Linked DNA regions of Triticum aestivum: region 2 is linked to region 1. The links are chromatin contacts, called in public Hi-C maps. All regions are on one chromosome and are shown on one strand. Each heading gives the region's core, a stretch centred on a gene start, on an enhancer-like site or on the middle of the called end of the contact. The rest is flanking DNA. Distances are from core to core; before and after follow the strand shown.

Region 1 (3,652 bases), core at 301-2,800:
CAGAAGCATCTGGGCTCGGGAGCCATTTAGCTGCTCTCCTTCATATGGACCAAACTCCTCACATGGATCAAATTCCTCAAAAGGATCAAAGTCCTCATATAAACATCATCGTGCTAACCGTCTGTTTCACAGGGAAGATCTAAGGATTATGGATATGTGCATTATTCTTCAAATCATTATGTTCATAAGTCCTCGAAGAATTTCTCTGCTTACTCTTAAGCTTACCCTAACCCCTCTTATGTGAAACGAAGTGGATTGGCATCTATGTCACCTTTCTCTTACGGAGCCCGCAGAATGATGAACTCTTTGCCACCCCTTCAGATGTGGGTGGTGAAGAAAAAGAACTAATCTCTTATGCAGGATCTGGTCTCCAAACAAACTTAATCGTCTGAAGAATTTGCTGGAGACCTGAATGTGCTGGAAAGGACCCAAGCTAATCATGAAGAAATGAATTTTCATTTCTCACGTCCTCATACTGCTTTATCTGTTCTATTGCTTGATGAAATTGATCTGATGAAATTGATACCATATTCTTCACTGCTGAAGTATATGAGTTCGTAAATTGCATTGCTACCGTAATTTTGAGGAACTCCAGCTTCTGATTTTTGCGAAGCTGGGCCAGCGCTGCTCCTTATCTCCACGATATTTGCACTGCCTAGAACTCGTTTCCGCGGAGCCAGCCTCTCGGAGCGGAGCAGTTCAGCCGGCTTCTCAGAGCGATTTTTGGAAGCCAGCTCCTGGAGAGCTTCCGAACGGAGCCTAAATCACATATTCCTCCATCTCATAGTATAAAGCGGATTTTGAAAAGAAAAGAAATAAGTCAAACTTTGCAAGCATTGATAAAATTTATAGAAACATATATCAACATCTAGAATAACAAATCAATGACATAGTAAGATTAATCATGAAATACACCTTCATGTGATATGTGTTTCGTATCATTGATATATATATGTGATTTTCTCAATTAATTTTTTTAAATAAATGAAAACTTGACTTTTTGTGAAACCAATGTGTGCATTGTATTAGAGTAGGGAGTGAGGCGTTTTGGAGGCTGAGGTCCATGCAGCACTTTATTTTTTGAAAATTTTAAAATTCAAACTTTTCGGTTTCAAAAAAATCTGAAAAATATATGCAAGTAGAGAGAGATGAAATGTATATGTGTGTAAAAAAATCAGGATGAAATACCTTGGAATGCGATTTGTGCAAAAAAAAGACAAATTCATGGACTTTGAGGATGAATAGTATCATGTGTCGAAAAGCCTCACATTTGTTTTTCTTTTTCTTTGCAAGCCCTCATTTTAAGGTGGATGAACTAATAAAACCGAAGAATACAATAAAACCGTGGGCTTGCCTTTTCGTCCACAACCCTTGTTTCAATGCCATGGAGCTCAGCCTCCAAAAGGCATTTTCGGAGAATGCAGGTGAACCAATAAAACCGTGAGTTGGCCTTGCTTTCGTTCCTCCCCTCGGCGGACCGCACAGCTCACCGGTACTTGTCACGTCCAAACCGAAGAGGACAGCTCACCGGCTTCGCGCCAAATAAGCACGCCCGCGCGGCCGAGAGAATTGACCGCCCTCCGCTCCACCCATGTCCATGCAAGAATAAACAAGCAAGCAAACCAACAAACTTGAGGGCGAAATACATATTCCCACGAGAACAACGTGCAAATATGTACGGCGCTTTGATCGGCTCACGTGCCCGACGTGATGCTGCACAGTGTAGCTAGCAGCTGGCAGTTACCGTTGGTCATCGAGCTATGGTGAACGGCGGATGATTGATTACGGCGGCGGGTTAAAAGCTTTGGTGAGCCGGTCGCGAATGATCGATAACTGCGGCGGAGACGGGTGGCGGTAGTAGTAGTAAGTATCTCAATATCTCATCTCTGGTGGGAGACTGACCGGCCGGACGAAGGCAGCCTGCAGTGTGCCCCCCGATCGCCGTGCGATACGCTCAACGTCAGAACGTGGGCCGCGTGAGAAAGGTCAGGTCGAGGTACAGTTCGGGGACGTGGTAGATGCCTGGACGGACGGGATCCTCTGCGGCACCCGGTGGCGGAAGGAGTAGAGAGTGTGGTGCGGTGTGGTGGTGGCGCGCGGAGGCAACGCTTTCCTCCCCACCTCCGTCAACAGTTGCTGAGCCTGGGTTGGAAATCTCGGCCGTCGGCTTCTCTTTGGCCCTTGCTACGTGCTCTTCCACACGCGCCAAAACGACTCGGCCACAGTCGCAGTCGCACATATACGTACAACAACTGTGCTGCTCGACTCCCTTGAAGAAAAGAAAAAAGTTGCCCGTGCGGTGCGCGGCAACCACAGTGCGACCATGCATCCAGGGGCTGCCCTCGGAGCCAGGCGTAGCCACATGCATCCAGGGGCTGCATCCCCTGATATTGGTAACTCATGTACATGTACGCATGTACGCGCGTGCGGGTCCGACGCTTCCTCCTCCGTATCTAGTACTAAATGTGAAATGGGAAGTACTAAATGGGAAGTACCTACGTACGTGCATCCAGCATTATTACCGGAGGACATGCATCTTTAAGCTCGGCAAGGTAGGTATAGTGCGTGTTGCCGTTCGGAGCGAGAGTGATCACCCCTCCATCCGCTGTCCTTTTCTTAGGCATGCTAGCTATCAAGACGTCCAATGATCACACACACACACACACACAGACCCATGGGATTCACGGCCTGTACCGTTCGTGGTCCATGCCGCAACAATAATGCATGCACGACGCCACAGGTATCGCAGAGTTGCACACACACACACACCGGGCGATCGGCGACCGTACACCTAACCCGGATCCTTCAGCTGGCATACCACCGGGGGAATAATCGAGTGTGGTGGTGATGACATTGACACGGTACATGTACACACACATGTAGTGATACCGCCGGCCAGTACTGCTCCCTTCTTCTGCTTTTGGGGTTAATTGAGCGCATACTGTACAAGCACGAAGCTTTCGGTACGTACTTTGTACTACTAGTTGTACAGGCATGCATCCATTGGTCGATCCAAGGACCGGGTGTACTTATGATTACTCGCTTTCTCGCTCTGAGTTTACGACCGTTGCTGACAGCAGGAAGAGGAATCCCCCCGTTATTTTTGGCCGGTGACATGTGGGTACTTTGAACAGTTTTTCCTGGAAAAAGAAAAGAAAAAAAGCCCAAGTGTATGAACAGTCTGACTGGACATGTGCTGCGCCGGCCACCCCTCCCGGTCGAAGCGAAGAAGGCAACGAACCTTCTCCCTCCTGTTCATTCCCATGCCGACGCCGATGCATGTCGGTGGCCTCCACCTCGAGAGCGGTGACCGTCGCCGTCCGTGGCGAGTCGCTTGCGTAGCGTGTGGACTGTTCCGAAACAAAAGGGTGGTCTGGAAAACGCGCCCTGCTATGTTTGTTAATCACTAGGGTGGTGACGTTACCACTAGCACAGCAGTAAACAATCGCTCTCTCGCTCCCGAGGATGACTCATTGAGATCGGTAAACTACGCTAATCTCAAATGGACGCACTCTGTCAGCAGTGTAGTAGTAAGAGAGAAGAGATGCATGGGGACCTGTAAACTGCAGGTGAAACGTGGACTGATGCCGTGCTCGATCTCAATGAGTCATCCTCATTGAGATCTCGGTTAATCAACTGGCGCCATAGGTAG
Region 2 (3,652 bases), core at 763-3,262, 34 kb before region 1:
GCCACAAGTTGTGACATGGCCAAGCCTGCGTGTGAACTGTTGGTTGGTGCTGCTGCCACTGACGAGACAAGTCGTTACGGCCAGATTTATAAAGTTGCGCTAACTTCTAGCCAAAAGAATCTATGTCGTTCCTGCCTAATTTTCCCACCCACCGTTTCCGCTATTTTTTTTCCACCATCGCACCGATAATCCGAGGCTATAACCCCCTCCGAACCCCTCTTCATCCTGCATCCGAGCAACCTTCTCCACGGCTCACTTTGTACCCTCGGTCTTCTCGATGAGTTTGCTTTGCTTGGGCCATGATATTAGATTGAGGAAGATGAAGGATGCGCGGGGCTACCCCCCCCCCCCCCCTGAGGTGGAAGTCTTGTGGTGTTGGTGTGGCGATCCACTCAGGGTGAAGGAGGAGACTGACTTTTCTGATTGGCGTGAAGTTTTTCATGTGTGCCAATGGAATCAATAACAACATTGTTCATATGAAGAAGAAAAACACGACATGGCAGAGCTAATATTGATCTACAACTTCTTAAACTACATCATATCTTAATTTTTAACTACAAATGCTACATATCTTGTTGGGTAACAATTCTAAAACGAAGTAATATGACATCGCATAGCTAATTACGAGCTCAATAACCAAACTATGTTACAACATGCATGTAAAATGTTGCATGTGTTACATAGCTCGCACTATGATCTTCAACTTCTTATAGTTTACTTATCGTGAGAAATCATACTCGAAAAGCTCCAAATGAGTCTCCAAAACAACCCACCAATGCCCAAAACATCATAAGAAGCATACTTGAGGGCTAATAATCAAAGCATGTCGAATGAAAAACACAAAAATGGCTTTGCTTTAAAGGAATCAGTTGTCGTCAGCACAAAACGACAGAAAAACACTATGCCACCCACCATCCGACAAAAAGCTATCGTGTCGCACACAGAAGTGACACATGCCGCCACAACCCGTGGCGGCAAGTGTCGTGTATACCATGTTCTTGTTTCCCGCGTGCGGATTCCTGTTGTCCACGACTTGTCGCCACATGCTACGGTGACACTTGTGTGGCTTGCCCGGCTTAGCGCCATGATAGATTTGGCAATAGTTTTTGCAGCCGATTCTTTCTAGTATTTCATTGGTGCAGGTGGTCTAATAGAAAAAAAGTCCAACACCACAAAATTAGTGTCAGCGGCTTCATCTCTCTCATGTCTATTACATTGCCCTGTTGTTGCCTCTACAGCTATACACCCTATCAGACTCTACTGACTTTGTGGTTAATAGCTAGACATGTGCACCGTTTAGGTTTTCTAGTCACGGGAGTAAGATAATATTTGTGTCAAATCCCAAAGGAGATTTATTTATGTAACGACCCCGCAAAGAAGAAAAAGAAGACGAAGAAGATCAAGCGCTCGACTAGGAGAAGGTGCGAGTTTTTCTTTCCGCTCTCGCAAAGCGGCTAGGGAAAGCCTTCCTCCGCTCGGTCTTCACCGGCGAGCCCGTGAATTCGCCTCCCCTTCGCCTGCTGCTCCGGCGACTGGTGGCGGGGAGGGGATTTCTGGTGTCTCAGATCCGGCTAGTAGATAGGTAGGATTTTAGTCCTCGCAGAGACGGCGTTTGGACGGATAGCGGCGCTTCTTCTTCGAGTCAGTCTGTCGGGCTTCGATTCTCCTTAAGTTCATCCGTTGGGAAGGATTAGATGGAGCTCCGGTGTAGATTCCTGCCACCTCCTCGGGGCGGCGAGGTTAGCGTTTTTCGTCGTGCGTACGTAATGGAGATATGGGAGCGGCGACAGCGGCGCGTTGGCGGTGGCAATGGTCGTTCGGTGGTCCATGGACCTCGATGTATTTTTTTATTATGTTTGACGTGTTTTATACTTCCTGTGAATTTTTATAATAGATCTGATCTTTTCAAAAAAAAAAAGATTGACTCGACACATGAGGGTGGTTTGGTGGGTTTGAGTGAGTTGGAAACCCAGATCCAAACCGGCAGGCAGAGAGAGAGAGAGCGACTGCAGTGTGCGGCCGCTCTCCCGCGGACTAGCCGGGCCCGGCCGCACCCTCCCTCCCTCCCCTATATCTACGCGACGCGACCCGACCCGACCGGACCCCCTCAGTCTTGCTCGCAGCGCCTCCCAAACCTTCGCCCACCCACGCGCCGCGCCGGATCGGGATCAAGTCACGCTTAGCGCCACGCCCGCTGCTCCTCCGCGGCCGCTCTCGCCCTCGCTCCCGCCGGGAATGGGGAGCACGGCGGGCGAGGTCACCCGCGCCGACTTCCCCGAGGGCTTCGTCTTCGGCGTCGCCACCTCCGCCTACCAGGTCCGTTCAGACTGCCACTTCGTACTACCAGTGCTAGCAGTTACTACGGTACTACTCTTAGTTTGGTGAGTGGTGGCGGTGGCCGGTGGGTCACCGGCCGCATCTTGGCTGCCGATTGCTGATCCCTGCTCCGCCCCCACGCCGCCGTGTGGTGTGACAGCGCGTCGCGCTCGCCCGGTAGCCCACGCGAACGACGCCTGTGTACTTTCGCTTGGTTGCGCTGCCTTCATGCTGTTGCCGACTTATCTTTGAAAAAGTGAAGTAGGACAGTGACCGAGCAACGACCCCTCTGCTTTCACCAAGAATAGAAGAAGCAAATTCATGCGGTTCCTATATCTGATTTTTATGCGGTTGAACCAAGCGCCCTCTCCTCCAGTAAATTTATCTCGACCAAAAAAAAGGGAAGCGGCAAAGTGGAAACTAATCAACAAATTGTAATTCTTTGACTACAAACATATGTATATGGACAGACTTAATATCTATCAGGGAAATTTATCTTAGGAATGGAGAATCGGCAAGTTGTTGTGAATAATGGACATGGAAGTCAGAAGTAGAGCACTATTTGCGAACGGAGGCGGTATTTGTTTAATGGGAGATGGAGAGGAAGAAATATACACGGGAAGGGAAGGTTGACAGGAAATGATCTTTTCCTCTACTGGCAGAGAAGCCGTAGTTGAACCGACAAAGTAGAGAAGTGAATAGGGGATTTTCCATCCGTATGTTGTCGTAAACGTTCTCCGCTTTTGTTTTCTCTCGGACACGTGTCGAAACACACATTGTTTCGTATTAGAAGAAATGACAAAAAATGTGTTAAGAGTAGAGCCAGCCAAAAGACGAAGCAAAATATAACTAAACCGAGCAAATTTTGAGAAACACACACACACACACACACACAAAAAGAGAGCAAATCAAAAGCATAAACGAGAACAGAGAAGAACTATACAGGAAAGCTGGGAAACGAGTGTCCCCCACCTTGAGGAGGAAAGAGAGAACCATCATACTGTTAGAATTTTGTGTGGGTCCTTGGGTGACAAATTGTAGGTTTCACCAGTTTTATCTCCTTGATTCCAAGTAATAAAAGAAACAAAAATGAGGTTTTTTGTAATCTATGAATCTATCCTCCTTCCTTTTGTCTAAAACTAGATGCATCTAGCCGTGAAGTAATGTCCTTGGCTTTTCCCTTCTATCCAGATTGAGGGGGCAAGAAATGAAGGTGGCAAAGGTGATAGCATATGGGATGTATTTACAGATAACAAAGGTTTGTCTCATCTGGATCCTATTTTAATTTGTTGAAATATATCAATTTAACTGATAGTTGACATTGAAATGCTTTTTT

What was found. A called contact is a pair of places that touch in the nucleus more often than the background predicts.
Region 2: a contact with region 1 is called in a Hi-C map of leaf, with 2.6 times the contacts expected there. The contact joins the promoter of LOC123062864 here to the enhancer-like site in region 1. A contact is called at or near these places in 3 of 5 Hi-C or Micro-C datasets (leaf and root).

The regions. Positions count from the first base shown.
Region 1 is chr3A:645,344,614-645,348,265 of IWGSC CS RefSeq v2.1, reverse strand. No RefSeq gene overlaps it. Among protein-coding and RNA genes, the nearest start is that of LOC123062862, 21 kb to the right of the region's middle. Within about 2 kb of position 1,550, at least 7 of the 8 cell types and tissues checked have an H3K27ac peak or open chromatin away from gene starts, as enhancers often do. A contact at or near this core is called in leaf, where this site is marked.
Region 2 is chr3A:645,378,698-645,382,349 of IWGSC CS RefSeq v2.1, reverse strand. It overlaps LOC123062864 (beta-glucosidase 4), which reads left to right and starts at 2,012. Exons shown (of 14, transcript XM_044486548.1): 1 at 2,012-2,316; 2 at 3,508-3,574. The coding sequence starts at 2,236.